Linked DNA regions of Mus musculus: region 2 is linked to region 1. The links are chromatin contacts, called in public Hi-C maps. All regions are on one chromosome and are shown on one strand. The core of a region is the stretch at or near the end of the contact, and the rest is flanking DNA. Distances in the headings are between cores, read along the strand shown.

What was found. A called contact is a pair of places that touch in the nucleus more often than the background predicts.
Region 2: a Hi-C map of CD4 T cells shows a contact between it and region 1, with 1.7 times the contacts expected there. The contact joins the promoter of Tbcel here to the enhancer-like site in region 1. A contact is called at or near these places in 1 of 39 promoter capture datasets (the C10 cell line), 1 of 484 Hi-C or Micro-C datasets (CD4 T cells) and 4 of 115 datasets of contacts at active chromatin or transcription factors (memory CD8 T cells, pro-B cells, regulatory T cell precursor and 1 more).

What each region holds. Positions count from the first base shown.
Region 1 is chr9:42,031,751-42,036,571 of GRCm38.p6, forward strand. It overlaps Sorl1 (sortilin-related receptor, LDLR class A repeats-containing), which reads right to left. Exons shown (of 48, transcript NM_011436.4): 18 at 3,693-3,824; 19 at 1,815-1,906; 20 at 1-165. Gm16214 (predicted gene 16214) reads left to right here. Exons shown (of 5, transcript NR_165259.1): 3 at 1-11; 4 at 1,596-2,316; 5 at 4,326-4,821. Among named protein-coding and RNA genes, the nearest start is that of Gm16214, 12 kb to the left of the region's middle. Within about 2 kb of position 2,626, at least 47 of the 459 cell types and tissues checked have an H3K27ac peak or open chromatin away from gene starts, as enhancers often do. A contact at or near this core is called in memory CD8 T cells, where this site is marked.
Region 2 is chr9:42,470,899-42,475,720 of GRCm38.p6, forward strand. It overlaps Tbcel (tubulin folding cofactor E-like), which reads right to left and starts at 1,340. Exons shown (of 8, transcript NM_173038.5): 1 at 1,168-1,340. It overlaps Gm16322 (a long non-coding RNA gene), which reads left to right. Exons shown (of 8, transcript XR_001779127.2): 2 at 3,626-3,728; 3 at 4,398-4,508; 4 at 4,654-4,767.

The sequences.
Region 1 (4,821 bases), core at 1,376-3,875:
ATACAGTCCAGGTAAGCATCCGTCCAGTAGATCCACTGGCTGTCCACAGAGATGCCATTGGGCCACTTCACGTCCTCTGACACAAGGCGGTAGGCAGCAGAGCCGTCCATGTAGCTCCGGTAAATCCCAGGCTTCAGGTCCCCCCAGTCAGTCCAGAACATCACCCTGGTCAATACAGGGACCACACAATCTCATCAGAACGACACAGGCCAGCCTTGATTCTACGTCTCAGAGGTAAGTAACCTCTCAAAGCCATCATTATCACTACTGCCTGTCTATATTTGACATGCAGTCACTCATTATTACTACCATCTATATTTGAGATTCATTCAGAAATGTAGTTGAACTTGACTCAAAAATTCACCTACTGAAGTCTGCCTATAATCACATTATTCCAATACTATACAAAGAGATCCACATATATGCATGCTAATCTAAATGCTAATTGGCAGAGGAAGTGATATGTAGTATTATACAATAGAATATACCTACTGCAATGCCCCCAGAATATTGTATCCAAAATAGTTTGAAATCTATCTATTGTATGTGCTACTTAGTTTTTGACAATGACACAAACTAGAGTCACCTCAGAAGGAGAAACTTCAATTAAGGAACTGCCTTTATCAGACTGGCCTGGAGAAAATCTGTGGGCCAGTTGTTGTTGTTGTTGTTGTTGTTGTTGTTGTTGTTGTTGTTGTTGTTGGATTCATGATTGATACAGGAGGGTCCAAACCTCTGTGGGCAGTACCACCCTGGGCAGGAAGCCGGCTGAGCAAGCCACTGGGAGCAATCCAGTAAGTGTGGTCTCTGTTTCAGTTCTTACCTCAGACTGCCTCAGGGAGGGAGTATAACCTGCGAGCAAAATAAACTCCTTCCTGCCACCTCGGTTTTCATCCATGTTCTTACCGAAGCAACTAAACCGCTGTGTGTGCTCTGATAAGCCGCTGTCACTCAATGTGCATGTCCGCTGACTGGCAGGAAATCACAAACAGACTGATTCTATCTGACAAGTCGTGTGTGTCACTAAGGGGCGCTGTATTTAATGATCATGATTGAACACCAGTAAAAAGACTCTGAATAATGCAAGCAAAAAATTAATTGTGGCTATTATGCATGAGTAATGCTGACTATTACGTAACAGTGATGTGATTGCATCCCGAGGATGTAGGAGGATGAAGGGTGACGAATGAGAACAGGGCAGACTTAAGCATCCTTTCAAGGTCTTCTCTTTTAATATCTGCAACCAAGCCCATAGATTTCTTTTAGAGTGTCCTTTTAAGAATAGTGTTAATTCTCAATCATAAATACACACAGAAAGAAAAGCTAGCACAGCATTTCCTTCTTAGTAATTTTTGCTGTGATGAAGGAGTTAGTGAAAAGCAGTCGTGCGTACCCCAAGTGCACAGTAATTTTAAGTAAGAAAACTTGCACACGCTGGGAGTTCTGTGTGTGAGAGTGACTGGTCGAATTAAATGTTTGTGAGATTCACGGAACTCGAGATTAAAAAAAAAAAAAATCCTTACAATTTATCAGTGGCCTGACTGGTTTACAAAGACTCTCTTTCATGTTACCTTTTCTATTGAAACACCCCACAGATGTGAGACATCTGGAGACCATAAGAGAGTCGGATGCTTTCTAATGAAACACACAGAGTTATCGGACCACGACAAGCAAGCTATGGCTTCAAGAGCCTCAGTCAACAGGTTATCTCCCCCATGATCACCAGAAGCAGAAACCTGGCCTCACATTTTCACTTTCATGAGCATCTCTTACAGCAGTGGGCGTGACGCTGACTCCCCGTAAGGAACACTTACCCTTCTTGGGGTACAAGGACTAAAGCCCTGGGTCGATCAAGCACAGAGGAATTGACGATTGTCAGTCGGAAGTCACCATCTGGATTAGCTACCTGACAAAACAAAGGGGGTGGGGGAAGGAGAGAGATCTAAATTCCTTACAAAGCCCACAAAACCAAAGCCCTCCAGGGGCCCTGCCTCTGGCACACTCTCCACACCTGCCCTCTACTCCCGGGTCTCATTCTAGAACCACTGGGGAGCCCGCCTTGATTCCCAATCAGAAGGCACTCATCGTGTCCCTGGCTGAGATAATTCCCACGTGGGCCGAAGGAGCAGCTAGAGCTGTGTGCTCTCTGACGCCAACCCCGGAGCATGACAACTTGCGCAAAGGTGACTGTTGTGGTCCCTTGGAGTCCAAGAACGCTTCAGTGCTTGCATACAACCCTCACACAGCTTCCTGCCTGTTCTAAGCCACCCCTAGATCACCTGTAATTCCCACGACAGTGCTGGTGCTAAGTAGTAGGTGAGTTGCTCAGGAATGGAACAACAGGAAAAGATGTCTGCACACTCAGTACTGTCTTGGTTTTGTTTTGTTTTGTTTTTTACTATTTTCGATTCGTGGATATGAAACCACAGATTTGGAGGGCTGACAGAACGACTCTATATGCCAACCACTTCTGCCAGGGTCCTGAGAGGATTCCCCTCCGGCATCAGGCTCAACTCGGGAGTCCCCAGAAGCTTCCCCACTCTCTTCCCTCTCCACGTTATCCACTCCCCAAGCACACGATCGATCGAGAGACTTGCTTCCTGTTCTTAGCAGAAGGACAGGTTTCTTTGTCTCCTTTCCACTGAGCTGCTTCCTTTGTGTGGTTTCTGTTTGCTTTAAGACAAGATCTCTGTGTATCTCCAGCTGGTCTTTTAACTTACTATGTAGCCCAGGCTGCCCTCAAAATCTTGATCCTCCTGCCTCAGCTAAGTGCTGGGATTGCAGGAATACACCACCATACCTGGCTCCTTTAAACTAAAAGCTAATCAGAAAGAGAATGCGTGTGTCCTTTCCTTGCTCACTGTGTCATTAAACACAAGACCAGGACTGACATGTATCCTGCACCAAATGGCACTCGTTTAATGACTAAGTAAATGAGACTCGTCCTCACACTTGAGGAAAAAGAAGTTCCAGGAAGCCCCCTGCTGCATGTGTCTCAGCTAGCAGGATGATGCATGGATCCAGGGCAGCCTCCCGAGCCTCTGTCTCCATCTCACTACATGTCACGCAGCTCCCTGTGTCTCCCGACTTTGTGTTTTCCCATTAACCTGCATGTCACATCCCCATGCAGTGCCAGTAGCAAGAACTACGGGGCTCAGTATTGCAGGGCCTCGGCAGTAGCCTGCGAGGTAGGGGGCACTGATGATTCTTCAGTACACTACTCTGGCCAGTTTACAGGCCCCTCATCCATCCCCCTCGTGTAACCGTGGCTATAGGTGGAACAGGTTCCTGGGAAGCTAATAGATAGGTAGAGATCAATACGGATAATAACAGAGACATTGTTGTTTTCGATAATAACGGACTGTTATTGTTATGATGATTACAACGGTGTGAAATCATCAGCATTATTGTTGCTATATGATGCTTCTGCTAGCCAAAGTACAAACATTCATGTATCTTAAATGGCACCTCGGGTTCCATTAAATGGTCCTCACATGGATTCCTCAAGACTGCGTACATCCCGAGATGACCCCCCTTCACCCCTTCAGAGGTTTGGCCAGTTTAGGCCCTGAAAACCCTGGGGAGATTTCCAGAGTTATATGACACACTGCTTCCTATTTTTGTGTCAAAGCTGGCTCAGAGCCCAGTGGCTCCACCTGCTTGCTTAATGAAGAGCACAGGAATAACCATACCTCGATCTTTTTAAAGCCGGCATCCACCCAGTAAAGTAATTGGCTGAGGGGTTCGAAGGCCAAAGCCTCCACGGTCTCCAGGCCGGAATTGATGATCACCTCCTGCCCTGTGCTCCCGTTCAAGCAGAGACGCTAGGAAGAGAAAGATGTAATCAGCAGCTGACTCAAGGCTAGTCCGTCCCTCAGCAGTAGCCCTGCTCTTCATTAGTAGTCCTTCAGCTAGCCGGTTTGCCAAGGTCACAGGGTTTCATAGGAGTAAATGTGCAGATACAAGAAGATGTGTTAACAGAATGACAAACAGAACCTGATCCCTTTCTATGACTGTGTGCTATTATTATAAACATGGATTACTAAACTACGGCCCCTCTCAAAAGAATGCTCTTTTTACTAAGACATGGGAGTCTGCTGTGTTTATGATAAATGAGAAGACAGGTTGCAGCTCCTTTTACTTCTTCTGTCTCATATAGTCTTTATCCCTTGCACAGCTCTTGGCCATCGGGTCACTGTTGGGGCAGTTACACCCAGTGGTCTCCCCTAAGCCCAACCCTCACAATGTAAAACTTACATATGGATTTGGAATTAAGGATACAATGAGTAAATGTGATAGAGCTCTTTTGCTTTCTGTGACCCTAGGGACGCCTGCTCACTAGATAAATGATCTACCACCGAGCTGCACTCCCAGGTTCACTTGGGGATGGAGAGACGGCTCAGCAGTTTAAAGTACTTCCTGCTCTTGCAGAAGAAAGTTCAGTTCTCAGCACCCACATGGCAGCCAGCCAAGCATGTGTCGCACAGTTCCAAAGGACACTTCTCTTGGCCTCCCCTGGCACCACGCATGTACATGGCACACAGACAGACAGACATGCTGACAAAGCACCCATCATAATAAAGTAAAATAAAAAAAAATAAACCTTTAAAATGCATATATTTGAACACAGGACTATACAGTTAGTATCTAGCCTATCTAGAGGTCTTTAAAAACTATAGCCTTAACCTGTTATGTGTATGTTTATGTACGGCTGTGTGTATGCAATTATGTATATGTGTGTGTGGCTGTCATTGTTGTGTGATTGTTCTATTTTTGTGTCCTGATCATTGAGCCTGGGGCTTTATGTACACTAGGCAAATG
Region 2 (4,822 bases), core at 90-2,589, 440 kb after region 1:
AAGAGAATCTGTATCATAAAGCCACTACTTTGTAAAAACCTTTCATTCGTGTGTGTGTGTGTGTGTGTGTGTGTATAGGTGCACAAACTAAATCATAATGCCCTTATCAGTGTGAGGTTTTTGCTTTTTTCCTTAAGTTAGAGCTATGGTTAAAGCCAAAGGACCCAGGCTGACTAAACATCCTTAATCCAGTTCTCTGCTCAAGACGAGCCTATGAGATCCTATCAAGAGCTACAGAGACAGAATACAAAAGGGGCAAGCCTAACCAAGCCTGCTTTGGGCCCCAGGGCCTCCCCCATCTTCCCCCCAAACAGTTTGCTCAAGCACTCTTCGCTCAAGATGGAACCACTGAAATCTATTCAAGAGTTTCTTGATACACAGGCAAAGGCTATACAAAAGCAGAGAGAAGGACAAGTCCCAGCCAAGCTTTTAGCTGGCCTTGAGGTCCTGCCAGTTTCCTTAACAGCCCTAAGGCGGAGCCTACAAACTCCTGTAGCTAAGCAACCTTGGAGTGGGGCTCCTCCTTCCTCCACTGACTGTCAACAGTTCAACTCCTCCAATCAACTTTTCCTCAACTACAACTTCTGCAATTGCTGCCTGTGTCCCTAAGGAGGACGAATCCTCTTCCCTTCTCCAAATCCCAGACTGTCTTCCTAGTAGTTCCAGAAGCCTGTACTCTATTCAGTTTATCACAGATCATTTCGCACCATTACCAAGAAGCTAGGATGGAGTCTCCTGGCAGCCCCCAATCTTAATACGGCTTGGTGCAAAAACATGCTCCCCAAATTCCTAGCAAACTACAAGCTTTAAGCAGTCCAGGAAGGGACAGGCTTAGTGATCCAGGAGTTACAGGGACAGCTGCTCTTTCCCACTAAGATACCAAATCTTACAGATGGGGATACACCCCGAGGACTTGACACGTCCAGTTGTTTTCATCATTTTCCTGATTCAGTGATTCAAAGCTAAGTTTCCCACCCAGGGAGCCGCTTCCATACCCCAGGCCTCAAGGAGGCTGGGAGCATCTGGCTTGCTGCCGCTGTCCAGCCTTCTGCCCTCCATCAGTGCGCCGTCCTCCCAGGATCCCAGGCTTGGCCTCCTACCCCCACAGGTGGAGCATGCCTCGGGCCTCCGGCCCCGGAGGAGGAGCAGCGGCCGGGCTACACTCACCCCTCGGCCCGGGAGGCGGCGGCTCCTCGGGCTGCGCCTCCGCCCGCCCGGCCACCGCGTCGCCGCTCGGCTTCCGGCCTGCTCCAGGCCGGCCCCGGACCGGCTCCACTTCACCTCGACCCCTTCTCCGGCCGCCAGAGCCCAGTGTCCTGCATTGACCCGGAAGCAGCTTTCCGGGGACCCCAACAACAACACGTGACCCCGCCGCACGTGTCACGTCCGCTGCGTGATTGGGAGGGGCCAGAGGAGACGAGCCTCTCAGAGCGAGCTGCGGTTGCCATGGCAACCGGGAATGGTGGCATTCACCTAGAGTGGATCAGAATTACACCCCATCTGCTTGCTTTTCTTACCAGTGCAGCAGGGGAGCAACCAACCACAGGTCCAAAGACCGATCACCTACAAGAGAAGCATCCTTGGAGAAAGGAGCCCTGGACGAACGTGTCCAAACACACCTGCAATCTTGGCCTGACTCAGTGTAACCCTACTTGTGATCACTACCTGTCTTTGACTTCACAGGCCTCATCTATAAAATGTCCTGTACGATCTCTATACTTCATATACATCTAGGCGTAGGGGACAGTTTGACCTTCGTTCTGTGCCCCCTCTAGTCCCGAGGCACCTGAAGCTCCCAAACACTAACAATTTACAATTTTCACCTATTGTGTGTGCTTTACAGCCATAGCCAATAAATACATGAGATTAAAAAGAAAGAAAGAAAGAAAGAAAGGAAAAAAGGAAGGAAGAAAGAAGAGAAAAGAAAAGAAAGGAAAGGAAAGGAAAAGAAAAGAAAAGAAAAGAAAAGAAAAGAAAAACACACAAAACATAACCCACAAACCTCCTAAAGGACATATTTTGTAGAATTGAAAATTGAAGTTTGGGGAGTCAAATGATCTGCTCATGACCACCTACTTAGCCAAAATGACATGGCTGAGACTTGAAACCAGGTCAGGCTGGCTCCAAAGAAAATATGCTTCACACCAGGCCACGCATAGCCCCGGCTCCGAAGCCTCACACTTGGCTGTTAGGTTGTTTGCTTTTGTGCCCACGGAATAGAGATGGTGCAGGCTGATCCCGAGGAGGAACCAGCCATGCACAGATATGTGAATGGAAAGTCTAGGAGTTGAGGAGAGTTCCATGCCCAGTGTCAATCTGTGTGTGTCCAGGAGGATGTGGGGGTTGCCACAAACATGCACATGTGTATACTGGCTCCCAGAAAGAGGAAAACAAAAATTCTTACCAACCTCAGGCCCTGGGGACTTCAATTGATTCTTCTGTCTTGTCCCATAGGCAGGACTTAGGCTGGAGAGAGACTTGAGAAGGACCTGGTTAAGAAACACGTTCTGAGGTCTATGGGTCAGGCAGTGGCTTAGAGTACTCTTACGCGATTGCCTCCTGCCCAGAAAAGCACTTTGCTGACACCTTAGGAGGGACTAGAGATATTGGCAGGACCACAGCTAAAAGGAGCCTCAGTGGGAAGGACATGCAGAGCAGAGGAACTGGAAGCAGAGGAGGAAGGACAGGGACAGGGGGCTTCCCTCTGGAGGGTTTGCTCACATACTAGGGGGAAATAAGAGCTGTAAGTCATTACTACTAACAAATACTGTTGCTATGGATAGAAACACACACATAGACATTGAATGCAAGAGTCTCTTTAGAAAACAAACTCAGAGATGAATGTTTCTATCCGTCTCTTGTTGATCTCCCTGTGGCAGCTAGAGTCCTCTTCCTAAAACTTGAATCAGACTGCATCACTCGATGGGGCTGACCCTGAGACTCCCAGGGGCTCCTCTTCACCTCAGGATGAACCTGCAGCCAACAACATGCTTCTTGGAGTTTCCTTCAATGGGCCGAATTTCCCAGCCTCATCTCTTACCTGTCTCCTGTTACTCTACAGCCATGCCATTCAGTCTGCTAGCTGCTAGCTATGTGCTGTTATTTAATTTTGTTTTCATTGAAATCAGGGAGTTGGGGAGTTGGAAGTGTATCTAGGTTGTTAGAGTGCTTGGTCAGCACACAGTGAGCACAGGATTAACCAGCACACCTGGGTTATGTGGTGCTGCACAGCTGCATACCAGCAACGGAGAGGCTGGAGCCGGAGGAGCCGGCGTTTGAGGCTTCCCAGAGTGAATTCGAAGCCAGCCTGGGTGGCATGACATACTGTCTCAAGAAAACAAAATATAAATAAAATGAAGGGCTAAGGATGTGGATCCTTTGTAAATCCTTTGCCATGCTGTCCAAGGCTCTGGTGGATTCTCAGACGGATGGACAGACACACACACCACAACTTAAGTCAAACCGAGGTTTCCTCAGTCACGTAATACTGGTATCACTTGGAGTGTTATCTCTTACCGCTACTGGCTGCCATATGGAACGGTTCACATCTAGTATCTCTTACCACCACAGAACCTTCTAGTGGGCAGTGACTCCCTAGCAAATCTCCATGTGTCTTGCTTTGCAGCAGTTCCTCTGATAAACCATTTGGCTGAAACATTTCTATTTTTCTGAGATGGAAAACGGCTCGTGATTGCCTGTTCCCCCAGTGAGAGCATCGGTGGAGTCAGGTCAGTGCTAGTCCACAGAGGGCAGACTTAGACTTGTGGTTTTCAGCATCAATTTCCCATCATTCAGAAAGGGTCATCATCTAGAAAAAAGCAGGCAGACACTGGGCCAAGATGAAAGGAAAAGGCAACCAAAGGACAAGTATCTGGTCATTTTTATTAGAAATTGTGGATACTTTGATCATTTTGATTCATAAAACAGCAATTTCATAAGGTCCAAACTAATAATAAGGAGTTTAGGCTGGGTGTGTGGTACAGGCCTGTAAGCCTAGTGTTCGGGAGGCCAAAGAGAGGATTATCATGAATTTGAGGCTAACCTGGGCTATAGAGTGACATCAGAAGAAAGGAAAGAAGAGAGGGAGGGAGAGAGGGAAGGATGGAGGGAGGGAAGGAAAAGAGAAGGCTTAGGGAAATTAAGGCTGCTTTTATCTGTTCTCATGAACTCCTTGTTAAAAATGGGTTAAACAAAAGCCAAATCTGTTCTAACAGTGTATAGCAATTCCTAGAGGCGTCGGTCTGGTTGGCCAGTTAATTCTATGAGTCTTCATCGGAGTGGCTCTCTGATTCGGGATTTGCCACGCCCTAAGAGCTGCTTAACCGCTCTCTGTGTTCTGCTTGTGCCAGATGCTGCTGGAGCTGTTTTACATCGATTATTCCTTTTAATCCTCACAGGGATCTCCTGCAGTACATCTGGTACTATCATATCTATCAAGAGAGACTCGGCTTAGGCAATGCATCCAGCATCCTACAGATAGTAAATGGGGATGCCAAATCCATATTGAGGTCAGTCTGACACAGGAGTCTGAGTTCGTAATAGCCCTGTAATGAGGGGATATCAATGGAGTGTGAAGTCTCAGCCAGATGTTTGCATATTCTTTTGATTCAGCAAATGCTTGTTTTATAATCATTGTGTATCTGTATGTCTTAGACTTAGCAAGGTGGCTTGAGGCAAACAAATACGGATCTGACAGGGATGCTGCAGTGTGGTTCGAAAGATAACATGCATACCCAAAAATTGATGGAGCTCAATGATGTAATGAAGGTACTTTTATTTGCTTACTTTTATGGCTGTTTGTTTTGTGTCTTATTTCATTGAG